Linked DNA regions of Mus musculus: region 2 is linked to region 1. The links are chromatin contacts, called in public HiChIP or PLAC-seq maps. All regions are on one chromosome and are shown on one strand. The core of a region is the stretch at or near the end of the contact, and the rest is flanking DNA. Distances in the headings are between cores, read along the strand shown.

Region 1 (7,146 bases), core at 1,440-3,939:
TCCCTTTATAGGGTCTGAAACAACGGCACGTGGGTATTTCATTCAAAACTGTGCAGACGAACATTCAGGTTCATTTAGTGGGGAGACACGATTATTCTTTGTTTTGGAACAGGAGTCTGTTTATTCTCCTTCAGATAAAAGCACTTTGGAATTTCTGTGGTTTTTTTCCCCCTAATATGAAACATTTCTGAAAGGGATGACAACGGGAGGAAGAAACTGTGGTGGCCATTTCAGGGATAGTCAGTCACCTGTGGTGGGAAGCGTCCCCTGGTCACTCGGGGCTGAACGACGGAATGTCCCTGAGTCTGAAACAAGGCACGTGAATTAAAAGTCTGGGCCACAAGCGTCCCTGTGTTTCTTTCGTTAACAGCTCTGACCAAGTGATATAGCACGGCCTCTGCCCTCATAGAGTATTTGGATATTTGATATGGTGTCATAAAGATACCATGGAAGTAAAAAAAAATTGCATTAGCATTTGGCTCATGGATAATGATTTGTGTAAGCTATGCTGCAGTTGCTTAGTTCTTCTGTGCTGAACCAACGTAAAATTTTATTTTTATCTGGTCCCAAATAGTGAGATGATATTTAAAAAAAATAATGAACTAAAGGGTTATATTCAGATCAATATGTGTGGTATCACAAGCAACTCTTTGTCTTGCCAAAATCATGCACATCAGATGGAGAAAAAAAAAAGCTAATCTGAAAATGCCAGGTTTATTTTCTGTGTGCAGGCAGTACCAAGCTACGAGGGCTCTTATCACAGTGTACCGAAAGTCCTCAGCACAAAAATGTGTAACGAAAGCTGTTACTCGGAGTGCGGCTCATGTATTGGAACGGCTGTGACAGTGAGATACAGTTAAACACTTGTTCAATTATAAGAAAAAGAAAGTCGGAAGGGGACTTGATTTCGATAAGAATTTTTAAAGGATCCTTGAAATCTCTGAGGAAACCTTACTTCCAGTTTTGAGTCACAAACTGGGAGCCTTCCCTTGGACTCTCTGTCCCTTTCTCTCTCCTTACCCTTGTCCGATCCCTGTAAGTAAGGGTCCTGTCATTTGAACAACTTTCCTGCTAAATCCTACTCATTAAAATAAAACCTGAAGGAGCTGGGTTAGGGTTATTTGCAAATTATTTCAAGTGTTTGCTCTTTTATAGCCTCGTGGGAAATGGGGGAGTCGTCTTGTCATGGGCTACCCCTCTCCCCTACACTCGTTTTGCTCTCAGATGATTCTGACACTTTTCTGGCAGATAGATTTTTATGAACACACAAAAGGCTCTCACTAATATTGGTAGCCAGTGTTTAGTTCAGGGAGTCTTTACCCAGACCTTTGATGTTTTTTTGTTTTTGTTTTCTGAATGCTCTATTAACATGTGTGCAGTGTGTGTGTGTGTGTGTGTGTGTGTGTGTGTGTGTACACACGAGTGCACGTGAGATTGAATGTACTTCATATATGCTTGTTTGAAATACAGATAGATATACATATACAGACATGTGGCTTTTGTGCCCTTGTTTTGTTTGACACATACATTCTTTTTCGGAGACTTTGGCTATATAAGGAACACATGCTCCCATGTGTAAAATTCCTTTTGTTTTAGGTTAACTTTTTACTTTCCAAGCTGAGTGGTCTGTATGCTTTGTTAAGCAGGTAGGGCTCATTTGTTAATGTCGCCTCTTCTGAGGCTGACACCCGAATGGTGTTTGTGGGGTGGGCTCAGAAAGATCATCACTGCAGTATCATTTTGAAATTGTTCTCGTCAGAGGGGGGAAAATAAATAAATAAATAAATAAATAAATAAATAAATAATAAAAGAGCCACCAACCCAAACCCAAACAAATCCCCAAGCTGAAAAACCTCAGCCTTTAAGCAAACAAAAATCCATGCAATATTCTTTAATCTGGAAGGCTACGTGGTTTACTTAACCTTGACTAAAAATAATAATCTCAGGCATTAGAGAGAGAGACCCAAATCTTCAGTGTTTATGACTAAGACCCCCGCCCCCCCCCAGCAGACTGGAGAACTGTCTCCCCTTGTCTGTCTCAACTTCACAGTCTCCACTGGCCTTAACGTATTCGAATCTCTGAAAATGAGCAGAGGAAAGAAAGTCCTGAACTTTTCTAAGGAGTTTGTTGGGTCTCTTGGTATCTGAGAAACTTTACAGAAAGGTCTATGTACTCAGTTTGGGAGGCAGAGGGAGTGGGAAAAATGGAGAAAGCGATCTTTTTTTTTCTTCCTTTCTTCCCTTCTATTGAGGTTGGTACGGGCCACTCCAAATGGGATGCTGGAATTTCCAGACCCTGTCTCTATCTTCTGAGTCCTGTCTGTACCTGGAATAAAATGTTGCCGTTGAACTTATTGACATAATGGTCCCCATGGGGACTTATAGCCATCAAAGTAAAATTTCACAATAAATCCAGAGGCCACCTGGAGGACTGCCATTAAAGAGCTTTTTAGAGGAGGGGTGGGGGACTTTAAAAGCTTAATTCTTCTTAAACACGAGTTCAATGATTGTGTCTGTGTTGCTCTTTCCAAGAGTTAGGTCTTTACTTTAGCTTTGTCAAATAATCCTTTCAAGCGTGTTTTTTTTTTTTTTTTTGACTGCAAAAATGTGGCATTCTGTATAGATGACGTCACTGTCCCCCTCCAGCCTCACTGAAAGCCAAGAGTTACCCAGCAATGAACTGCAGTAGGGATTTCTGTGTGTCTCAGGGAATACATGCCTTACAACGTGAGGTGGGTCTTACCGTACTATCCAATACCAGGGGTGTTATTGATCAGGATGGGGGGACTTCCCCCCACCCCAAGCTAATTAGTCTTTGTGGAGTCAGATAACTAATGCTGTTTTACACTTAGCACTCAGGACACACATTTCATCCTCAAAATGCTTTGAAAACATTAACTAATTAATCATTAGCTAATTTAGCAACTGACAATGAAAGTTGAGACACCAAAGGAGGCTGGATTCCACCAGCATCTTGCGCGGGCACACACCCCTGCCCCAGTGCCAAAGACGGATTACTCTGTCTGGAGAGGGGGTGGGGTATGGTGAAGGTTGTCAGGTGTGAGCAGTTTACAGGGTGCTGCCCAGGTGAGCCCTGTAAGGAACAGTAAGAAAACCTTGAAGGGACACAGCCTTGGGCAGTCTTAAAAGGTAATGGCTAGAAGTTATTTATTCTTTTAAATGATAATGAAAAAAGTGAATAAATAGAAATTTAAAGGCCAACTTAGGAGAATCAACCTTAGCAAATGTCTAGAGCGTGTGAGAAGATATTGAAATTTAAAAGTGTGGTTAGCAATTTTCAAAAGGGGGCAAGGAAGCAATGGGTGTTTTACTTCTTTAGATTTGAAAGACTTGCCATAAGGTTGTAACAAGGTAGGGTCTGGGCGTGTGTGTGTGTGTGTGTGTGTGCGTGCATGTGTGTGTGTGTGTGTGCATGTGTGTGTGTGCATGTGTGTGTGCATGTATGTGTGTGTGCGTGTATGTGTGTGTGCATGTGTGCATGTGCATGTGTGTGTGTGTGCATGTGTGTGTAAGAATAATCTTTTGCAGAAAGCTTCCTGGGTCCATGTACACTGCTTTAGCGATCGAGCTTCATTTAAGAAACTCATTACAGCACCTTAGAGAGAGACTTCTCTGTGTGTCCCCACCAATGGAACTCTTTTTCCAGGGCCTTGTCTTCTCTGCACTGTGGCCCCCATCCACTGTGTGAATGAAATGTGAAAATAGTTGGGGAGTTTCTCTGAGCTAGCAGCGACCGCACAAGCTGAGTTTTCTTTTAAAAAAAAAATACGGAGACAGTTCATGTATAGAGTCACTGTGAATGAGGGCGTATGTGTGGTCCAGTTCTTTCAAAGAAACACTCCACAAAGCCACCAGCCTTATAGAAGGTGGCACCAGGGACTGTTTTTTTTTTTGTTTTTTTTTTTTTTTGAGTGAATATATTTTGCATCTATTCAGTTTGTTCTAATTCTCACACATCATTCTCCTGTTCCAAGAAAATGCAGGATTTTAGAGTACTGAAGAAAAATGTCAGTTGTACAGTTTATATTCTCAGCCTCGTTGGTGTGTCACACAGAAATGTTGCTAAACAGGGCACCTGACACAGCAGCTCAACTGTCCAGGTTGAATCCCACAGAAGGATTCCAACCCTGTGGACAACTTCCCTAGCAAACCTGGGAGATTTTCTGGTAGATATGGCAAGGCAGTGGAAGCAGCCATGCGCATCTGGTGGGCCACACTAGTTGTGCGCAGCATCCGGTGGGAGAGACAGAAGGCAGATACAGCTCACTCGGAAACCGTACCTGCAAGGACCCGGTTAGAGACATTTCAGATTAATACAGATTCATACTCTTCTGCACCGGATCGTGACGTCTCTAAATTTCAGTAGCTCACCTCATATGGCTTGTTTGACTTTTTTTTTCGTGCTAGGGCTGTAGGCTATTGCACTTCCACTGATCCATATCCCCAGCTTCCTAGCCTTCCTGAATGTATAGCCCATGGCCCTCCCATGTTTTCCAATTCTTTATCTTACAGCCTGATACTGTATTTGAAATTATAAACAAAATTGTTAATAGCATTCCCAATTTAGGAAATTAAAATTTCATTATTTCCTGGTTCTTTTTCCTGTTATATACTATATATAACAGGGTTTTTCTATTTTACGGGGAAAAGAGGGCCCATATTTAAACATTACTTATTTTTTCACTTTATATTTTTGCCTTTATATAGAAAAAAATAATTAAAAACAAAACAAACCAAAATAGTCCTGACTTTCTTCCATCTCTTACCTCCTCTCTAATCTGTTCCCTGAGCCTGCAGACCTTGTCATGATGGCATATTTGACCCCTGCTTTGAGAACATGTCTAACAGCTCCCACCCATGAAGTGGCCTTCCCCTTTTCCTCCACCATGAGAACTGTCCAGAGAGGCCTTTGGGAAGGCCAGGATCTCCAACTGGCCCCACAGTTAAAAGAATTTACGTGATGCAGGTTTCTGGATTCAGATTTACACTGATTCTACCCTAGTCTTCTGCCGTTTTTTTTTTTTTTTTTTTAAGTGACTTTCCATGCATTGCTATGATTCAGAGTCAGCTATAGTTCCTCTAAATGGTATTCTGTAGTAGTGTTACCAACAGGGAGGGGGTGACTCTGCCGTTTCTACCCCTCCCCAGCCGATGTGCAATGTCTGGAGAGATTAACTGGTCATTACACCATGTGTATGGGGTGGTAGTGGGGCTAGTGACATCTTTTGAGTGGAAAGTAGGGGTCCTGTTTGTCATCCTATACTGCACAGGCTGACCCTCCATGATAAAGAATTCTTGACCCTAACAGCAAGTTGGGTATCCCTGCTGTTTCTTATGTTTGTACCCGCAGTTGCAAAATGTTGCAGAGACTTTTGGGTATACACCGAGTTTATTTTAATTATTTTCCCCCAAGCGGTTGTGAAGATGTAGCTTCGTTTTGTTGGAGGTGTAGCAGAGTTGTCTAGCCCCTTAGCTTTTCTTCCCCTTAGCGTTAACGGCTTTGTATGCAGAATCTGAGATGGTGGTCTCCTAAACATCCTTCCTGTTCCATGATTCTCATGAAAATCATGTCTCGAGGAGGATGAAATGAAAGGGAAGAGTGCGGCCGAGCAGAGGGTGTGCATGCAGACACGGGAGAGGAACTCCTGGAACCTGGGCAGATGCCTGTGTTTTATGAGGCACCACGGAAGTCTCATCCCACACAGCTAAAGACCACTCAGAGACTGGATGCTGACAGGACCAAGGCTCTCTGTCTTGGCTGTTCTTCATCCCAGCTCCACCATGATGGATGGTCGGCTTCCCTATTGTGATTTCACAGAGGAAAAAAAACCCAAACAACCCCAAAATTTTGCAGAGTAGGTTGTAGCACAAACAGCTTGTGAAATTCACAAGCTAGAGATGGTAGGAATGGACCCTAAGGTCCCTTGCTTCCCTGGTGGTTCTAGTTTCTGGGTGTTGTTTGTTATGGAGGGAACTGAAGACAGCAGAACTTGGTAGAAAATTAAAAACAAAACAAAACCAAACCGCTGGGAGGAGGCTTGCCTCAGAGAAAGAACATAGTGGTTTATAATGGGGACTGATGTTCCAAATGATAGGCACATACATATGTGTATGATACATGCAAAGATTTCCTACCCTTTACAACAGAGAAAGTGCAAGACTGCCTGTCTCTCCAGTCTGTAAGCCTTTTAAGCTAGCTTTGCTCTTGGCAATGAGGCCGAGCTTCACTTTCCCAGTAGATGGCATTGTAGTCTGTTCAGTGAAGGGCTTCCCTTAGCCAATAGTGCTGCATATATATATATATATATGTGTGTGTGTGTGTGTGTGTGTGTGTGTGTGTGTGTGTGTGATATATGTATATGTATGTGTATATATATATATATATATATATATATATATACCCCCTCCCGAGTTTCTTCTTCGCTAACATCTACCTCTACCTCTCCCTTGCATTAAATACTAGCTTGAGGTTATAAATAAGAATCTTGTTTTTGCTAGTTACTTGTAACTCTCAAAAGATTTGATTTAGGGAAGGTGGGGAAAGGTGGCAATAGATAATTTAATGTCACTATAGCAAATGAAAAAAAAATGGGCTAGATCTGGGAGTGTGGGACATGGATAAAATATGCAAGCAAGGAAAGTTTTCAGATGGCACTGTTTCAGAATGAGAGCTGCCTTTCATCTTCTGCAGCCCACCTTTTTGGCACTAAGCTGCCGTTATCATCAAAGTAGTTTCGTGTGGGTGTGAAGGGAGACCTTGATGAAGTTTTATTCTGGAGCAGAGATTGTTTATCTGTGTGGCATTCATTTTAGGCTGACCCCTGGCACACTTGACATCTTTGTAAACTGATTAATTAAAAATCTCTTTAAATAATAATAATAGTAATAATAATAATAATAATAATAATAATAAATCATCTGGGACTCTGTGTCTATTACATATAGACCAAAAATTGATTAATGATTTTAGCTAATTGTAAAAGTCATCTTCATGACGTTCTTTCTTCTTTTAGACCAGTGAAATAACAGCAGTGGTTGTTTGAGCCAGCAGCTGTCCTTGTTGCATGGTGTTGAGGGAAGATGCCTATGGCTGCTTTCTTCCTCTTGCCAGATTATCATTTTGCA
Region 2 (7,146 bases), core at 1,199-3,698, 960 kb after region 1:
TTTCTAAGCCACTGCTAAATATTTCAAACCTGATTTGATTGTGGTTCATGACAGCTAATGTTTCTCAGCTCTTGAGCCTGCCGACAGGCAAACGCACCCTCTCCCCCTCCGCCGTGCGCCACCCCACCCCCTGCAGCCCCCCATAAAAGGGGATGAACGATTTCATTCTTCGGGGATCACAGATTGGTGTGTTATTTAAGTAACATGTTCGTGTGAGAGCCTGTGGTTCAGACACCCCGATTCTTAGGAGAATTTACAAATTTCTATCATATCGAGGCGTGGTGGGGGCTTTGTCAGGTTTGAATTAATCTACATTATCCTGTTAAGAGTTAGGAACAGAGGGATCAGTCTTAATCATTGATTGACTCCCCTTTCCTTCAAGCCTGTGAGCGATCTGTAAAATACCCGCAATGGACGCGTCACTCGACCCATCATGGGGGGTGGGGGTTACTTATTTTTAACTGGGACGCTCTCGTGGGTGACACTTGGGGAGCATGTGCTGTAGGCTGCTGGCTGTTTTCTGGGTTTGGCTTCTGCCTTGTTCCTCCTTCCACACACCCAAATCCAGGATGCTTATGAAACTCATACAGATCCCCACAGAGCTGCCAGCTGACAGACTGCCTCCTTCAGGAGAAATCACGGGGGGGGGGGTAGGGGGGACTCTCGTTGTCACCTTGATCAGGAGGGAGGAGAGAACTGTAATGGTTTACATCTGTGTGGAGCAGAGCTATGTGGGTGGGGTGGGTTTTTTTTTCCCCCACCCTAGGTCTGTGGTGCTATGTCCTCAACCCCCTAGACTGCTTCTTTTAGGGTCACCTGAGGGCTCTGTCCTTCACCTCACCAGAGGCTGAGAGTGACTAGAGCAAGATGGGATGGCCCAACAAGGGGAGTAAGGAGGTGTCTACATCTCTGTCCGAAGTCATCTTTTACTTGGCAGTGGGAGGCAGATGGTAGACCATCTGGAAGACCGTGCTGGTTTGCACAATTTCCTTGCATCTCTGGGCTGTGGGAGAGTTCCCATTGGTAGAGTGCTCAGGCATGGAGCCCCTTTTCAACCCCAAGCATATGGAGTGGTGGCTTGCTTGCTTGCAATTTATTTATTTATCTATATATGTATGTATTGTGTATGTATGTATGTATGTATGTGTATATATATGCATGTATATGTGTGTGTGTATGTATGTGTGTATGCATGTATGTGTGTATGTATGTATGTGTATATATGCATGTATATATATGTGTGTATGTATGTGTGTGTATGTATGTATGTGTGTGTATGTATGTATGTATGTGTGTATGTATGTGTATATATATGCATGTATATATGTGTGTGTATGTATGTGTGTGTATGTATGTATGTATGTGTGTATGTATGTATGTGTATATATGCATGTATATATATGTGTGTGTATGTATGTGTGTGTATGTATGTATCTATGTGTGTGTATGTATGTGTGTATGTGTGTGTATGTATGTATGTGTGTGTATGTATGTATCTATGTGTGTGTATGTATGTGTGTATATATGTGTGTATGTATGTATGTGTGTATGTATGTATCTATGTGTGTGTATGTATGTGTGTATGTATGTATGTGTGTGTGTATGTATGTATGTGTATGTATGTATGTGTGTATGTATGTATGTATGTGTGTATGTATGTATGTGTGTATGTATGTATGTATGTGTGTGTATGTATGTATGTGTGTATGTATGTATGTGTGTGTGTATGTATGTATGTGTATATATGCATGTATATATGTGTGTGTGTGTATGTATGTATGTATGTATGTGTGTAATCCCAACTCGAGTGCAGTGGAAGCATTGGGCTGAATGATTAACAGCAAATCTGAGGCCAGTCTGAGACTTGGGTCAAAAAAAGAAAATTTCCCCTTCTCAGTTTGGCATGAAAACACATAAGATTAAGAGGAGTTACCCTAACTCGAAGGTCAGGGTTGGGCACCACCTCCGAGGTGGGTCCCAGCAAGGTTTTAGAGGCCCCTCCCCTGGTACCTTTTCCAAACCCAGAATTGTATGGGGTGGTCTGGGCTTTGCTGCCTGCCGCTGAGAACCGGGGCTGGGGTGGAGGCGACCTCCTTGCCCACGTCTGTCACAGCCTTGAGGAAGGGTCCCCGCCGTGCCCTGGTTAGGATGGTGAAGTATCATTTCTTGACTGCTCCGAGGGAAAACCGGTTGCAAACTGTCCACTTGAGCTTTGAGGGTGTCATGGCTGCCGTGAGTGTTGGCTGGAGGGAGAGCAACCTGTTCCCCTGAGCCAAGGACAGAATTTTCCAGATAAAACCCACAGCTGACCCACGTCTTCGGCCGTTCTGTCGACTGTCTGTAGTGGACCTTACAGAAAGCAGAACAGAAACTTGGCTCCTGGGGTGACCCCGGCCAGTTTCCGCCGCCAGCCACACAGGGCCAGAATGTGCAATTCGTGATATGCAGTGAGGAAAGCTGTCTCTTCATCCTATGCTCTGTCAGCTGAGATTATCCAACGCATAGCCCCAGGGAGGACTGTGACTAGCAAGCAGCCCCAGCTCAATGGCCAGGCTCTGGCTGGCATGGCCACCACACCTGTGAGGGGCCAGGGCACCAATGCTTCCTTCCCTGTGGGTTGCCCAAGCCTGGGCTTTGGTGAGAAAGCTTGCGTGACATTTCTGGGACCAGTAAAGACACACACTGTCTGCCAAGCCTCACAACCCCGAGCTGTCCAGACAGATTTGCAGTCTGCATCCCTCTTTTTTTCTTTTTTCTTTTTTTTTTTTCTTTTTCTTTTTTTAAAACTCATTTCTCTACCGTTATTGGTATTCAACTCTCACGGTTTTCCGGTTACAGTCAGCCTCGGCTTTCATCCATTTTAAAGAGCCTTTACCCCCTCTTGCTGTTGATGATGATGGTTTAAAGACAGATGGTGTAACTGCTTATGAATGTTCTATTTTATTTCCTCCGGACTAGACCATTCTCTCCGAGACATATATTGTTTCCACGTGCAGCCCAGACTTGCCTGCCTCCTAGCCAGTTGCCCTCTAGGCCTTGCCATGCAGAGGGCGACACCTGTAGGTCACAGATGGAACTGCAGCGGGACTCTCCTATTTGGCTAAATGAGACCTGGGTTTTTTGTTGTTGCTGTTTTAAAAAAAAGAAAAAGGAAAAAAAGAAAAAAAAAAAAAAAAGAAATAGGGGTGAGGTCACTGATCCCCTGTGAAGGAATTGTTCTTCTTTAAGCTCATATATAGTATTCTCTTAGTTTATAAGTCACAGGTGATAGAGCAAAGCCTAGAAACTCAAGAAGAATGGGTTTACTCATCTTGAAGAAAAAAACCAAAATTAATAAAATAATAATAATAACAATAATAATAATTTCCTGAAGTAAAGTAACCTCTTTTAACTTGCCCCCCCCCCCCTTCTTGAAACGTGTTAGCCTTTGCTTCCTGTTTGCATGGAGTAAGGAAGCAAGACAACACTCAGGCAGGCCCAGAGCGAAGGTTCTGGGACGAGTACCACAGCCCCTTCTTGCGATTTCCTCACGTATTCCTGCATCCGTAACCCGCCCACACACCTCTGTATCTGCCTCCTAAATAGACTTGCTTAGAAAGCTTCAAGCCATGAGCATCAGTCCCAGGTAATAGCTCCCAACTCTGCTTCGCAGCTGTGGGTGCTGGCCTTGACTTTGGTGGCCCAGTTGGGCATTTAACCTCCCTGTGCTGAGAGACACTTTGGCGCACCGTGTGGGGAACTGTCTCCTGTAAGAGCCAGACCGTTCCCATCTAAGGTGGTCATGGGTGTGTGTGCCAGAGAGATGTGCCCATTGAGCCATTTCTCCGCCAAATCCCATGTATATACTTTATCAATACTGCCCATGATTGATGCCATGGAACATATTTAAGATGCCCAGCTAGTGTGCATATGCTCAATTTAAATACTGGTTAACTTACTGCTGGTATTGCCATTAAACGATGGATTTTTATAGCCATCTTATCAAAAGCCTGAAACTCGCAGGCCACATTTTCCCTGGACATAAGATGGTACGTGCATCTTCTGGTACAACTGACTTGTTTTTTTGTTTTTGTTTTTTTTTTTTTTTTCCACACTTAAGCCCTTTCCCCCTCTACAAGGCCATGAATGCTGTTAATACTGAGCTGTATATCTAATGAATGTCAAGCCACGAATGCCTGGTTTTTGTCTGTGCAAACTAAGGGAAAGGCCAGGAGACTCAGCGTTAACTTTGTGGTGCAGCGAGCCAAAAAGGACACACAGGAAAACCAGAGAGCAAGCCCTGAGGTCAAGCAAAGCAAGCAGTGCCCAAGGGCTTGCCTCTGGGGCTCTCTGCTGTTGGGAAGACAGACAGACCATTCTTCAGCCTTGGAGTACATTTTTCTAGCCATTGATACCCTGCCATCTTTCTACAAGAATTAGGAAAACACAAATCTAGAATGATCCTCTTTTTGGCCTTGAGTGTGACTTATTTGACTAGTGTGGGCTAGAAGTTCAGAGGTCACCTGAATTCCTTTAAAGGTAGGGCTGAGGCCAGCCTGGGCCACAGTGTAGGACCTTTGTTCCCCAAACAAACAAAAACGTGGGCATGCGGTCGGAGATTCCTATGGCGGGGTTGGCTAGAACCCCAGTCCAGGGTTCTAAATTGTTTCCCAGGCTTGACTCCTGCTGAGTCTGTTCTGGGCTTCCTGTGACGGGTGTGGAGTGTGTGCGTGTGTGCGGCGTGTGCGTGGGTGTGGAGCGTGGCGTGGAGTGTGCGCGCGTGCGTGCTCTCGTGCTTCTGAACCAGGAGAAGTGTGCTCTTTAGAGTTCCCGCATCATGCCAAGTGATTCCCACCTTGGTTCCTTCGCTTGGTTCTTTAAAAAGTTAGTATCCCGCATGGCCCCTGTGCCATGAACGGCTCATATATGGAGGTTAGGGAATACATTTATGGGTTTGGTTCTCTCCTCCTCCTCCTCCTCCTATCTTTATTGGGAATCACTGGGTTGGCAGAGTTTCTCACAGAGTTATCCCCAGGCCCCTGTTCTTCCTCTGAATGCTGCTCCTCCTCCTCCTCCTTCTTTTTTTCTTTTCTTTTTTTTTTTTTTTGGTTTTTCGAGACAGGGTTTCTCTGTGTAGCCCTGGCTGTCCTGGAACTCACTTTGTAGACCGGGCTGGCCTCGAACTCAGAAATCCACCTGACTCTGCCTCCCAAGTGCTGGGATTAAAGGCGTGCGCCACCACCACCCAGCTTGAACACCCTCTTCTTAAATGTGTGCTTCGGTTAATGATCCAGCTGGCCAGAGGAACAGAGAAAACAATCCCCACCCCAACACCCTAAGAGTCGTTCTTTCTCCTCAACCGGGGCATGCATTTGGCTTGGTAGTTGGCCTACTTTCAGACATGAGAGTTCCGCTGTACGTCTCACCCCTCTGCTTAACCCTCCCTATGCCCACAAACCATATCACTGATGTTCTGTGACTCTTGAGGACATAAGTGGCTCCAAGAACACCTGGCCATCATGTGGCACAGGCACAGACACTGCCAGGCCAATGAGGCCTCGGCCACTGGGTCCTATCTAGTCTCCAGCCAGGGATGAGCAACGTCCTCACTCAGGTGGAGGCCCTCAGAACCTATCTGGAAATACCTGACAGATACATATCTAGCACCCACTCCGAGCCCCACGGCAGCTATCCCTGGACTGAAGTGTATCCTTAATACGGCCAACCTCGCCAGGCCACTAGGAAGGACCGTCGCTGACATCTGTCTTTTGTGGTTGGTGATTCTCAGGCACAGAGGACTAGGGAGTCCTTCATTGTCTGCCCAGCTTTCGTCCTTTACATCTTTGTCTTTCCCCTGCATTTCAGAGGAAGCCGTTGAAGATGCCGAAGGACCCAGCGAAGCATCTGCTGACCCAGAGGAGCTGGCCAAAGACCAGGGGAGCGGCAGCGAGGAAGGGCAGAGCAAGAGGGCAGGTACTGTACATAGGCATCCTCAGCCCCTAGACCTTGTCCCTGGGAGGGATGAGACTGGCACCCTTCATCTCGCCCAAAAGTGTGCAGGCTCTGGGCTTACCACAGAGGGAATTTGGTTGTTTTATGTTTGTTTGCTCGTTTTTGTTGTTGTTGTTGTTGTTGTTGTTACTCGTTTGGTTTTGGTTTGGTTTGGTCTTGTTTTGTTCTTTTGAGACAGGGTCTCACCATATATCCCTGGCTGGCCTGAAACTTGCTGTATAGACCAGGCTAGCCTTGAACTCACAAATATCCATCTGCCTCGCCTCTGCCTCTCTGCCTCTCTGCCTCTCTGCCTCTCTGCCTCTCTGCCTCTCTGCCTCTCTGCCTCCCTGCCTCCCTGCCTCTCTGCCTCTGCCTCCGTTAGAGGCAAGAGTCATCATGCCGTTTTTTCTTTCTCTTTCTCAAATTTTTTCTTTCTTTCTTTCTTTCTTTCTTTCTTTCTTTCTTTCTTTCTTTCTCTCTTTCTCTCTTTCTCTCTTTCTCTCTTTCTTTCTTTCTTTTAAGCACCCTTTTCATTGAGCACCAGCTGTCTACAGTTTCTGGGTAGTGTTTCTTAGGTAGCCATTCAGCATAGATGGCTTGTAGTCCTCCTCCTGTAGGCAGCCTGGTAAAGACATTTGTCAGGCAGACCTTGCCTTAGGTCACCCCTGATTCTCAGCCTCAAGGTAGCCAGAGGCGGTGAAGGGTGGGCATTGTTCTGCATCCGAGGACCTGAGTGGGGCCTGCATACTTTTCCCAGCATGACCCTCTCCCGGGGCGAGCGTCCACAGGGGGACAACAGTGTGGATAGGCAGGGGGACATTTTAGCAAAAGCAGAGTGAATTGAAGGGGCCAGGGCAGGAAGTACTATTTCTGGAAAAGCCAGTGCCAAGAGAGGAGAGCAGCCATTTCTCAAGATGACAGGATCTCCGTGCTGAGGGAAGAAAAGCTGAGGCCGAGGGAAGCTCAGGGTTTGGAGGGAGGAGCTGAGTCATTTCTGAGAGGATTTACTGGGCAGATAAGTCTCACAGACACCACCACCACGCTAACAGGAAGTGCTGTGACAAGCAACAGACAGTATTGTTAGGCCAACCTGAGTCTTAGCACCGTGCTCAGTATTACAAGGCTTTGATTTCCTTCTTTTTTTTCAATCTTTCTCTCCCTCCCTCCCTCCCT

What was found. HiChIP or PLAC-seq counts read pairs in DNA pulled down with a chosen protein or histone mark.
Region 2: an H3K4me3 HiChIP or PLAC-seq map of embryonic basal ganglia shows a contact between it and region 1, with 8 times the contacts expected there. The contact joins two enhancer-like sites. A contact is called at or near these places in 12 of 484 Hi-C or Micro-C datasets (the N1E-115 cell line, cerebellar granule neurons, cerebral cortex and 8 more), 8 of 115 datasets of contacts at active chromatin or transcription factors (astrocytes, craniofacial prominence, embryonic basal ganglia and 5 more) and 1 of 9 other capture datasets (embryonic stem cells).

What each region holds. Positions count from the first base shown.
Region 1 is chr8:107,949,837-107,956,982 of GRCm38.p6, forward strand. No RefSeq gene overlaps it. Among named protein-coding and RNA genes, the nearest start is that of Gm39242, 120 kb to the left of the region's middle. Within about 2 kb of position 2,690, at least 6 of the 459 cell types and tissues checked have an H3K27ac peak or open chromatin away from gene starts, as enhancers often do.
Region 2 is chr8:108,908,678-108,915,823 of GRCm38.p6, forward strand. Zfhx3 (zinc finger homeobox 3) reads left to right here. Exons shown (of 10, transcript NM_007496.2): 5 at 5,845-5,952. Among named protein-coding and RNA genes, the nearest start is that of Mir3108, 25 kb to the right of the region's middle. Within about 2 kb of position 2,449, at least 53 of the 459 cell types and tissues checked have an H3K27ac peak or open chromatin away from gene starts, as enhancers often do.